2 separate regions of the Mus musculus genome follow, and region 2 is linked to region 1. Evidence: chromatin contacts called from public HiCAR-type data. All regions are on one chromosome and are shown on one strand. The core of a region is the stretch at or near the end of the contact, and the rest is flanking DNA. Distances in the headings are between cores, read along the strand shown.

Evidence for each region. HiCAR-type assays count read pairs that join an accessible place to other places.
Region 2: a contact with region 1 is called in a HiCAR-type map of Th17 cells, with 5 times the contacts expected there. The contact joins two enhancer-like sites. A contact is called at or near these places in 6 of 484 Hi-C or Micro-C datasets (Th1 cells, embryonic fibroblasts, liver and 2 more), 2 of 115 datasets of contacts at active chromatin or transcription factors (Th17 cells and kidney) and 1 of 9 other capture datasets (embryonic stem cells).

The regions. Positions count from the first base shown.
Region 1 is chr13:36,284,170-36,290,411 of GRCm38.p6, forward strand. All of the region lies in intron 4 of Fars2 (phenylalanine-tRNA synthetase 2 (mitochondrial)), which reads left to right. Among named protein-coding and RNA genes, the nearest start is that of Gm40912, 80 kb to the left of the region's middle. Within about 2 kb of position 3,777, at least 7 of the 459 cell types and tissues checked have an H3K27ac peak or open chromatin away from gene starts, as enhancers often do. A contact at or near this core is called in Th17 cells, where this site is marked.
Region 2 is chr13:36,459,713-36,465,949 of GRCm38.p6, forward strand. The region is part of intron 6 of Fars2 (phenylalanine-tRNA synthetase 2 (mitochondrial)); the gene reads left to right. Among named protein-coding and RNA genes, the nearest start is that of Gm46409, 150 kb to the right of the region's middle. Within about 2 kb of position 4,154, at least 23 of the 459 cell types and tissues checked have an H3K27ac peak or open chromatin away from gene starts, as enhancers often do. A contact at or near this core is called in Th17 cells, where this site is marked.

The DNA of each region.
Region 1 (6,242 bases), core at 2,527-5,026:
CACATGCTCTGTTCTTTCTTTAGATGATTCTTTGTTATCCATGTTGCTTATGAAACACTGCACTGTAATAATGCCTAGGAGGCTGTGACACAGAGCAGCCCAAGCAGAGCCTGTTGCTTTGTTGTACCTCCGGGGCCTGGGATGTGCTGTGTTGCTTTGTATCTCCTGGGCCTCAGATGTGCTGCTGGGTGGCAGGTGGCTTGCCCCATTCAGAAGACATGGGAAATTACATGGTCTACTTATGGTGTTGCTTCATTTTTCTAATAGAATTTGGGAGAACAATTTTTATACCCCCTACCTCCCACCCCAGACTCTATTGGGTTGTCTTCTTATCTGCATTTTAGCATGACCTAACCACATATGTAAACTAGAACATTTGTTTGTGGTGTGGGCCATAGTAACTTCCAGCACAGTAGACTCAAAGACAAAAATCAGCCCAAGAAGAGTCTTGCTGCTCTGTGAGAGCTCAGAGAAATATTGTGTCATTGATAGTACCACTGATTTGAGCACCAAAAAAGAGTGTCAGCCTGCCTGCAGATGGATGATAGGGAAGCCCAGAACCTCTGTCTTCCGCTGGTTAGCCCACCCAATGCTCCCCTGTAGCCAGCCTCGTATGAAGACTGGAAAGCTCTTCCTCAGGAACTGGCATTCTCTTCTACTGCACTCCATTCTGGAACCAATGTTCCAGCTCGGTAGTCACCGATAGCAGTTCATCTGTCCTTCTGTCCATTTAATTGGGAATGTAATGACCAGGACTGACAGCCAGTCTCTGTCCATTTGCTTGTTTGTCCAAGTGTTATTTCAGTTGTTTATTATTTACCAGCTGGTTTGCCATGAGTGAAGCAGTGCGCCTAGCACATACAGTGGACATGAAAATGGGAAATATAGTATTTTGCTGCAGCCAGAGTACAGAGATAGATGAAGTAAAAGGAACTGTATTCAAAGTGGGAATTGGCAATTGCTATGGAAGCACACGAGATCAAAGACATAAATATTGCTGGCAGGAGACGTGACTTTTCCTTAGATTTTTTTGCAAGGTTTTCTGGTACAAGTCTTTGAATATTTTCTCAGTTCACTGATAGCAATGGCCAAAAGACTAGATTTTTCACCATTTCCTTACATGGTTTGAACTGGTTGACCAGGATGGAAGAGAAATGGACACTGGGCATGAGTAGTACAAGAATGTGGTGTGGTATGTTCAACCATGAGTTAAGGGGAACAAGAGTTGAACACGTGCAAGCATAGTGTGGATCCAGATAAGGAGGAATATTATGGCCTCAAGCAGTCTGGACTTTCATCTATGGGCAATGAATTGGATCACAGTAAAATGACATAGGAATGGCTATGTCATGAAGCATGGGCTTCCAGAAAGCTACTGGCACTTGGGGCCCACACAGTTCGTTTCTGACTTTTCTGTTCATCTTCCTTTATTCTTTTCTGGGTCCCAAGTGACTGATCTTGTTTCTCCCCATGTGGATAACACAACACTCTTATGGGGCTTAGCAGAGACACCTTTCTCTCTCTTTGTTCAGGTCAGAGAGAATCTTTCATTGCCCCAGATATCTTGATTTCATAGTTCCCCAGTTTTGTTTTATAATTTCCCTTTGGTGTTTGGGCGATGGTGTTCCTTTCTCTCATACAGGGGAGATTCTAATGGGTCAGGTGGAACTAGAGTAACTTCCCTTTTACCAGTGACTAGTTAAGTTACTAGTTAAGTGACTAGTTAAGTTACTAGTTAAGTGACTAGTTAAGTTACCATTGACTAGTTAAGTCACTTAATGACCCACAACTGGACCAATGAGAGATAAGAGGTTGTCAACCAGGGACTTCTGGGGAAAATTTCCTTACTTTGGAGAAAGTCACTGGGCAGGATATTTGTTCTTTTATTTTTTTGTGAGTTGAAGCAAACAAGACCTGTGTTGAGTCTGTTGCCTAGTTAAAGCCAGAACCTGGGAGAAGGTGGCCCTAGAAGAACTGCAAAGGGTAAGAGGGATTGCTTCCATCTCAAGGCTCTTTGTCAGATACCCTGTTGTTTGAGCAGAAAGCATTTTCTTGGTATTGCCTGCTTTATGTTCTTCATGAGATTAGCAACCTATAGGTTATCTTGTTGTACTACTTACTGTCACTCTTACTGGAATCTAAGTTTTATTTGGGCTAGATCTCGTCTGTCTTGTTGACTATCCAATCGATAAGTCCTAGTCAATATGAAGATATCAATGACTGACTAATAAAAATTTAATTGATGTATGTATGTCTAAATAAATGAATGAAGAGAATTGGGGAGGTGAATAGAATCTTTTATAAAATGCCATGCAGGTCCACCGCAGATGGATGGTGAAGAGCAGCTGCAGGTGCAGAGAAGTTATGACGAAGCAGTGAGAACATACTCACTGGAGTTGGCAGATGCATGAGTGAAAGGCTGAGCAAAAGGGATGTCCTCAGCCAGAGCAGGGACTGTCACCAAGAGTGTTAGAGAGGAATGGGGGATGCAGGAAGAAGAGCATCTGCTTCCTGAAGAAGAAAGTACAATTTCAAAATGTAGAATATTAAGTGTCACTTAGTATTATCAGTGTAGAGAGCTAGATCTTTGCATTAAATCTTTAGGGTTTGCTGAAAATATAGGAGTGAAGACACCAGGAAAAAAAAAAAAGCCCTTCATTATAATTAGGGCTGGCAACCAGTGTTCTGATGCTTATGTCTGACGATATTGCATATGAACCATGTCCAGGACAGTTCGTATATCTAAACCTTGATAGTATATGCCTTCCCAATACTTAGTATATGATTTCATAATTAAAATAAGCAATTGAGGTTGAGGCAGGTGGCACAGATCTGTAATCCTAACTACTTGGAGAATGGAGGCAGGAGAATTGTAAACCTAGTGTCTGCCTGGACTACAGGGTTGTTCAAGTTATGTTGTGCAATTTAGTACAACCTGTGCAAAATAAAGCAGTAGGTGACCTGGGGACATAGCTCAGTGGCAGAGAGCTTATATACCATCCAGAAGGCCCAGTGTTCAATCTACAGTACTAGAAACAAGTGAAACATAGAGGCCTCTCTGGACTTGGTTTTCACAAGGACTGCCATTCCTGAGAATATGTCCCAGGAACCAGTTTTTGAGCTTCTGACTTGACCAGATTCAGACACCCACTATACCAGCACCCATTTCATTCCCTTCCTGGTACTCCTCACTTGACTGAAACGTGACTTACTTGCATGATCAATGAAAATATATCACTTGTCTTGTTGTAGCATCTTCAAGACATAAAGTAAAGTGATTAGGAATATGGGCTCCTAAGTCAGCATGCCAGAGTTTCAACTCTTTCAGGAGGGTGACCTTGATAATATTAATTAACCTAAGTTTCCATTTACTAAATATTGCAATTAATTTTTATTGTATTTAATTTTAGTTGGTATTTTTAAGGTTTAAATGAATAAGTTAATTCAAATACTTAGACTGTGATTAACACATGAAAAGTTCCATATCGATGGTGACCTGGCACAGGAGAGCTTTCAGACATTGGACCCCAAAGACTGTGTGTACAACAGGGCATTCTGATAATTTCATCACCTACTCCTGTGGTCGGACATTGCTTAGCCTGTCTAGGTAGACTTCTAGAGTGTTAGGCTCAGAAAGAACTTTCTAGATGAATATAACATTTTACTGGGACTTTTATGGACTTTTGTTTCACTGATAAAAGCCTGACAGCTCAGTTGGAGAATGAGCAATGACATTTCCCTTCCTGTGTAGGGTGGTTAGACACAAAGGTTATGAGTCCTTAAGAACTGGGGCTGGGTAAGTGGTTTAGAAGTAGACCACTCACATAGAGTGCACAAGCTGCTCGGTTCATGCCTGAGTACTGCCCCTGTTCCTTCTAAGAGAGAACACTAAATCTTTAAGTAGTGGCAAACGCAGGAGTCAAATCCGAGTGCTCTGTCTCCTAGCCCCTAGTTGGAGGTGGCTATCTTATACGCCTTGCTTGTGCTCTCAGTGCTCTGCCCAGACCCAGGTGAGAAACCAATGCTTGCACCGCCATGCTGCTCTCAGGCTGACTGAGCAGCTCATCTTGCAACCAGCCCTCTGCCATGAAAATGGTTCTGCTTGGAGGTAACATAGCGCATGCAGGGAGCTTGTACTACTTACCTCACTGTTGATGTCATTGTGAGCCGTCTTAGTATGAGTAGTGTGAGGGACCAAGCACCAGCTTGTTCATTTCTGTTTGAAGACTGTGGTGTGCCTTCCTGGAATTACCCCCTTTCCCCTCTGAGCCCAGTTGAGGGTGCTAAGGTCTATGGGTAAGACAGGAGTCCATATATACTTTAAGGCAAACGTATTAGAGGATTCCTATGTTTTTTTTAAACTGTAAAAACCTTCAAGTCATAGCTTTTAGCATCCATTGGTACTGTTTGAAATTACTAAAGCACTTGTATGAAATTTCATACAGTAGAATTATATCTTTGGTGAACCTCTTTTAGTTTGCCTCCTGGCTAGGATGCATCATCATGCACAGCCCTGAGTCAGGTGAAAGGCATGGACATTTGGATTGATTTTTCTTCTGGATGCAAGTCTTTCCTTTATTCCATTGTTTGAGGACCCTCACTGGGCCTAGACCTACATAGCATGTTGTCTGGACTGTGCTAGGTTTGCCTTCCCCTTTCTTGCTGTCATAGTTATTTATTTTTTTTATTTGTTCTATTAAAAACCTGTTGGACCTTATTCCAAATCCCACCACGAGTGAGGATACGGTATGACCTAGAATATTTGAGGAGTCTGGAGCCAGAAGTGAGTTCCACTTCCTTCTGTGTCCTAATATTAGGCCAGGTGCAGAGGTTTGTTTTTTGTTGTTTTGTTGTTTGTTTTTTTCTTTTTCTCAAGAGTATCTGCAGGGTTTTTTCTCAAGTATATCTGCAGATATTCATCTTTCTTTGGCTTTCAGCAGGATAAAGTAGTTTATAATACATAGTTGTTTATGTTTTAAATTCTATCACTATTTGTCAGTTCTTACTTGTGATGATATATCAATAGATATTATAGCCTCTTATAAAGAATATGCATACAACTCAGTTGCCGACACCCTCCGCATGGACTTAGTTTGGGTAAATATATATATATATATATGCAGGGAGCTTGTACTACTTACCTCACTGTTGATGTCATTGTGAGCCGTCTTAGTATGAGTAGTATATATATGTATGTATGTAAACTTTTTTTGCAGAATAGTTAAAAGAGAATCACTATGGTTTGAACCATAATTTTAGCTACATTCCAACCTGATTTTTTGAGGGTAAATAACAACTCAAAAGAATGTAAGCAAAACTCACACAGCCATAACTGCATGTCTCAGGAGACATCAACTAGCCATGCTGCTTTAGCTACCTGAGGCTACTCTACTCCTTAAGAGAAGGGAAGAGTGTGATGCTTGGAAGAATGGGGACCAGGAGAAGGCCCTTTTCAGTCCATTGTGAGGCCCCACCTCCCCCACTGTAGCAGCTACACAGACATGTGCATTTTCACACACAGAGACACTCTTGATGTTTCAGTGTCCTTGTATGTCAGACCTCAACTCTCAACCCAAATCCAGGGACTGAGTAAGAAGAGAACAGGCTTATATAGAAATGAGGTCATTCTGTATTGGCCCCTCAAAGGCTCTTTTACAGATGAGACAATTGAAGTACCAAAATACAAATGACAGACGTGGGGCGGGGCCCCAGAGCATTATGTGTCTGCCTAGCCCCCGTCTTAGAGTCTGTCAGCATCTTCCTTGAATTGAATTGTCATTAGCAAAAGCCCAGATTTAATATTTCACCTGCTTCAAGAAGACTTGAATTAGTGTTACTTTTTCATTTGAATCATCTTTGAAGATGGATCTCAGCATTTTAAACTTTTTTTTTTTTTGTGGTAAAAAGAGAGTCTGCTAACAAATGATTCTGTCCTCTGACATGAAGAGGAGGTAGTAGAAACTGTGGTCATGAATTACATATCCTTGCCATAAGTTTTCCTTTCCATTTTTCTGAGTAGCATGATGAAGGAAGCCTGCAGCAGGTGTACTGCTTCCCACCTGGGATATAAACCATGAATTTGCATATTCTCATTTTTTTGCTGCCACCCCCTAGTACCCATTGTCATTTCAGATCATTCTGATTGGAAGACCTCCCTTAATATGCTAAGATGCTGAGATGGCAGTCTTTGTAGTCAGTCTGACACATCTGGGGAGAGGGTGGTTCAAATGAAGGATTACTTT
Region 2 (6,237 bases), core at 2,904-5,403, 180 kb after region 1:
TCCTGGCCACTGTAGTGTAATCAGTGACAGCAGTGCACACCAGAGTCACCAGCCTTTTCCCTTTCCTTTAAAATCAGACACAAATAGTAAGACTTCCTTCGCCAGCATGCCCTGCTGAGTATTTCCAAATTGCCTGTGGTTGCTTGCATTCTGCTTCTCCAGCTCTCATTCTTGCCTCTGGACCCCCTCATCTATTAATCCCCCAAGTGTCAGCCCTCCCTGCCTTGGCATTAACTTCACAACGTGGGCTGATTGCTTCAGCTTCCCACTTCCCCAGGGCCCCTCAGAAGTGCAGTAGCTTTCAGAAGTTAGCAATAATAGAGACACCATTTACAGTTGAGTTTCTGTAGAATAGTCTCCCAGCTTTTCAGTGGTTTGTCACCAGGGACACTCAGACCATCTCTGACCTGCAGCTAGGAAAGTGCCATGACACAGCCTCATTTAGAACAAAGATTCTCGAATTTCCTGCCCCCCAACTGAGTGCCCAGACTCCTCCAAGACTCTTGTGTCTTTTACCTGACTCAGAGACTTAACACTCCCTTTCCTGCACAGCAGTCCCTCACAGTGATACCTGTACTCAGACATACAGCTCAGTTAGCATCCATTTGAAGTGCCCAGCTAGCTCTAAAGAGCCCTTCCTCCTCCCCTAATGAAGAAACTGGAGTATTTTCCAAAACTAAAGAGAAGCTCTCCCTCCACAGCTGAATTCACCCTCCAGCCTAATGGGGAGGCAGATGTAGCAGATGTTAATATTTAGCAACGTTTCCTCCTTGCTACATAAGAAAAAGTTGATTGTAGCATAGCAGTGTAGCTTTCGTCCTGTTGGACATTGATTAAATTCTCAGACCTGATGGACTATGCTCTGAACACTAGTGTGTACTTTGTGTTGAGTAACAATGAAAAGTTGTTTCAGTCTGAGTGCCAAGGCTGGCTTAGCCTTCATCAGTGACCCGTGATGGAGGTGTGGTGGGTCATGTAGCTGTCTGTGCCTGTCCAGCAGCAGCCACCCTCCTGGGGTGTTGCAGAATATTTGATCACATTGTGAACCCCAAGATTTTGAACTGGAAAAACCTTGTTGTGGTGTGGCTCAGCCCTAGCACACACCTTTAATCCAAGAGCTTTCTGCAAACAAGAGCTAAATAAAGTTCAGGGTAGGTCAAGAAGCTGAATGAGCAGCTAGCTGACAGGGTGTGAACAAAAGAAAATCCAGGAAAGAGGAAGGAGGGTCTTTGAGTGGAAGGGCATTTAAGAAAGTATGGAGAAGGAGAAGGGCTTTTTGGGACTTCTGGAGTAGGAATGTCACCTGGGTGCTTTCTCTGCCTCTCTGAGCCAGCAGGCTTTCAACCACAGCATCTGCCTCCCAAATCTTTATTTGGTAAATCAAATGCTTGGGATTTTTTTTTTTAATCAACATTGGGTCCATGGGCCATGTGGAGAGGATCTCTGCAAAGGTAGACACAGAGAAAGCTTGAGTAAAGAAATCCTGCTGCACTCGCTGTCTTCCGCAGGCTGCTCTCCATCTCACCTGCACCGGGCACTGTGTGGCACTCCCCTGTCAGTCATGGTTACCTTTTAAACTACACTTCCGGAAAAATCCAAGTATCCAGTCTCATCACTGACCCATAATGAACACTTGAGAGCGGTTCCTCTGACCTTGTTTCCATTTCCTTGTTTATACCTGAATGTGTGCTGGTTTGCTTCTTCAAAGTACCATAGCTCTTCTTCTTACAGTAGCTCAAATAGCCAATGAAAGCATACTTCATTCTAATAAGAAAATGGACGATAGACTAAAAATACTTCACCAAACTGTTTATCTAAATGTAAAACAAAACCTAAAAGTTCAACCTTACCCCTAAAGGCAAAGGTGTAGGTGAGCAGGCCTTGAGAGCTGGCCCCTCCCCTTACCCCTGCAGCATTGGGTGAGCTAACCTGGGGCAGTGCTGGAGAGCTCTCTCTGATGATGTGGGAGAGCTGGCGGGCTGACCAGCTCAGCTACCACCCAGGCGCAGATCCAAGGTTTTGAGGTGGCCCACCTAAATAAACATCTACCCCATCTATGTACTGCTGGAGTGAGTAAAAGGGCCAGTCCTACAGATCCAAAGCCAAAAGAACTCCATAACAGGGCAACAGCAGGATAACCAAGAGGAGTCCTGATGAGACTCCAGTATTGATAGTATAGCAGAAGCCTTGAACCAGACCAGAGACTCATTGCAATGAACATTTGCATGTAAAGATCTGTGAACAAAAGAATTTATACTGTGGGGCACACTGTGACACAATACAGCTTCCCTGACAAGATGGGTTTTGTTGTTGTTGTTGTTTGATTGGTCTCTTTCTTGTTTTTATTTTTGTTTTTTAATTTTCTTTGTGGGGAAGGCTGCAAGAGTGGAGAGTAGATACAAAGAGTCGGGGAAATGAGTGGTACTGGAATACATGATATAACACTCACAAAGAATCAATGAAAAGTTTTTTGAAAAGTTCAACCTGCCTAGTGATCATAAAAATGCAGTTTAAAATAGTAGTGATTTCATTTTCAATCCATAAATAAACTATGAAAGGGCAAAGAAGACTTGGGCGGTGGCACACACCTACACCCCCACACTTGGGAGGAGGAGGCAGGGAGGACCAGGAGTTGGAGAGCAGCCTCCCTGAGTGCATGGGGACTGAGGCCATCCTGAGCTACATGAAATCCTCTCCTGAGAAATGAACAAGGACCTGCAGCCACTTAGGAAGCATCTCCACGGGGTAAGATGGAAACCCCAGCACCCCCAGTCCCCGCCTCCTCTCTGACTTTGCTTAGCCCATCTGCTGCCAAACTGTGACTGTGTTCTCAAGATATCCAGAAAGGAAAACAGGCTCTGACCTGGGTCTTAGAAAAGTTGCCTCAGCTTCCCCCGACTCCCTGTAGCTGCCTTCTGCTCTTCCCTCTTCCATTGGTGCCTTTTCCTAAGTCTGTGACTCCGTTCAGTCAGCAATTGAAGTCATTCTTTCATTAATAATTTGTGAAGTGATTTAGAGCTTCCTGACAACAGTCTACCATTTGTTCTCATAAACCAGCAAGAAGAAGAGTAGGAGTTAAGGCTGCCAGTGACAGACTGTGTGCATTTGCTCTGTCCCTGGTCAAATATGGTGTGAGGTCTATTAAAAGGGCAATTCCCATACTGCCTGGACTTATGCAGCACTTTTATTCTCCGTGAACCTTCAGTAGCTAAGTTAGTGAAATGCCCCAAAGAGAAGAGTACTTGAGTAACTTACAGTGCATCACCTTGATGGAATGCCATGTGGCCATTAAGGATTGGAAGAAGTGGTTTACAGTGTCAAAGTGTTATAAATGAAAAATGAAAAGCACTGTGTCTGGCTGTGGTTGCAACAATGTAAAATGTCCATTTGTATTGAAAGGTTATAGAGGAAGCCTGAGAAATGAAAATAATTTAATGGAAGAGGAAAATACTAGCAATATAATAGTAAGCACTGAATACTCTCCGTATCTTAAACTTTCATAGACAGTGTGTTTTCCATTCTTAATGTACTGAACGTAAAGCAAGGCAAGGTGTGGTGGTAGAATTCCTGCCCAAAGATGTTCCCGAGGGCAGCTATGACTCTAACCGAGGAGGACCTGAAATGTATCCTTACTGTGCACTGGGTTAGACTCAGGGAGGGAGGGTCAGCTAGAGCCTGTTAGCTGTGGAGGTCACTGCAGGGCCTGGCCTGGCAGGAGTGACAGGGGTGGGAGTTGGTGCCATGCTGAAGGCTGAGGAGAAAGAGTATGCTAAGGAGGGACCAAGGAATCAGGGGACAAGGTAGATGCCCACTTGGAGTAGGTGACCAGGGCAATGGTAAAGTCCTTCTGAGACAGAGGGGCAGTTTTTCTTATCTCTGGCTCCACCTGGAATTAGTTGCTAGTTCCCTGATCTAAGTGACTGTATATTCAGGGTAGGGAAGAGAGTCCCCAGAAAGCAGAAAGACAGCAGCTTAAGATCTGTCCCTCAGGTCTGGCCTATCTCTACTAATCACAGCAGTGTGACCAAAACACCCACTCAAGCCTCCCCAGTGCAGTTTCAGTGCAAGTTTGCCAGATCCATGATGGGGTCACTGTTACTGCAGCCCCAGCAGTGGTCACTGTGTTTTAGAAAGCACCATATATGGTGAGCTGACTCTGATCTGAGTAAATCCCCTGACTCACTCCAGCCCTCACTGGCTCAGCTATCTCCCCAGCACTGCTGAAACCAGCAGCAGGGGAAGACTCCTCCAAGAGTGAAGCCACCAGTGGTGTGGTAAAGTCCCCAAGAATCCAGAGCATCAGACTTGGGTGTCTCAATTTTGACAAATGTGTTGGTCTCTGTAAGCAGCTCATGTTCATGATCAAGGCCTGTGCTCTGTTTTCTGTTCCTCATGACGGTGAAGCTGACCACGTTAAGGACAAGAATTAGGGCTAAATATTAGGATGCTTTGTAGCGCAGTGAGAGTGATACCTGGACTGAACAGAAACCACCCTAGGAGACTGCTGCACACCGAGGTTGCTGTTCACCTTCTCTAGTTGTTTAAACTTGCCACAGCCTTGGCCTTGGGTCTGTCCTCTGTCACACCACACACACTCTCTTGGCTTCTAAGTACCCTTCCTGGCCATCAGAAATTCTACCAAAGTACTCAGCCAGTACCACACATGGGCTGGGTACAGGAAAGTCTAAGTTGACTTTCATAATGGGATTTTTGAAAACTTGGAAGTACAAACTTATGTAGAAGCTAATGGACTTAGTGTCCCATTTAATTTGGGGAATCGCAGTAGTTTATTCCTAAACATTAGTAGGGGAGTAATAAAATATTTTACTCTATAGTAGGTTATGGCAGGAGCTACATTATTCTCATACTATACTAATATATTGAATTTGCCAACTATGATTAAGTGGGGTATGATACATGTGTGCGTTCATATCCTTATATGTTGGTACTGATGTACAAACTGTCATAATTGGCCACATCACTGGCATTGTCACCAGACCACCAGATTGCCACCCATCTTCTCAAATCTAGAAGTTAGTCTCCTATTTCTATATTCCCCTTTCTGTCATGCATGCATGTGTACGTGTGTGTGTGTACGTGTGTGTGTGTGTGTGTGTGTGTGTGTGTGTGTGTGTGTTTCTGCCATCAAAAATGAATATCCTCACAAATGCAGGTTAATCAGCATTCTAGTTTGTCCCTATCTGCTGTTTTCTGTTAGGACTTATGCTAGAGAACTTATATTTCATCTGCTTTGCAAAATAAATATTAACACAGAGTTATAGTTGTGCTGTTTTGACATAGTAACATCTCATTACTTTACTCTTACCCATAGAAAACCATGCCTGACAGTTACCTTGCACAGTCTCTGGAAAGGTATTTTCTTTCCTTTTTTGTTTTTTGTCTTTTTTTTTGTTTGTTTTTGTTTGTTTGTTTGTTTTCGAGACAGAGTTTCTCTGTATAGTCCTGGCTGTCCTGGAACTCACTTTGTAGACCAGGCCTGCCTTGAACTCAGAAATCCTCCTGTCTCTGCCTCCCAAGTGCTGGGATTAAAGGCGTGCGCCACCACCGCCCGGCTTATTTTCTTTCCTTTATAGGAAGGATTCTGTGCCCTTCACCCTCAGTGCTGATTCTAGGCTGCTTGATGACTTGTGGGGTATCCACCACTTAACTCAGACAGAGCATGGGAGAGATGGAAGCCTGCTTCCCACAAAGTGAGCCTGAACTCGGTATTAATGGGCAGGATAGCTAATGTGTTTACACTGTCCCCATGGAAGTTTTGGAGCACCTAAGAAGATGATTTATCCTCACATGTTGCAAGGTAGTCATTCTCGAGTCAGCCTAGTATGAAAGTCCTTGTCTGTTGCTATGAGGTAAATCACCCCCACATTGGAGATCCCCAGTGCTGACTTCACTGTGCTCAAGATCCTTTTCTCAGTTGTGTAGTGTGAAGACTTCTCTGAAGAGATGTAGAGTCCAGGAGTGTTGATGGCCGGGCTACAATCAATTACGTGCCACCGGTGAACACCTAGGACACATGGGAATTGGACAGGAAAACACATAACCTCTCCTCAATGAGCCCAGTGTGTCTCACCCCAGAGTGCTCTGAGTTGGTAGAACCTTCATTTGCTGGTCAGTGGTTTCAAGAGAGGAAAGGGCACAGTGCTTGTGATCCAGCTTGGGTGGTCTCACTGCAGCTTTCTGCCCACTGTATTAGTGAGAACAGTCCTTGTGACCACC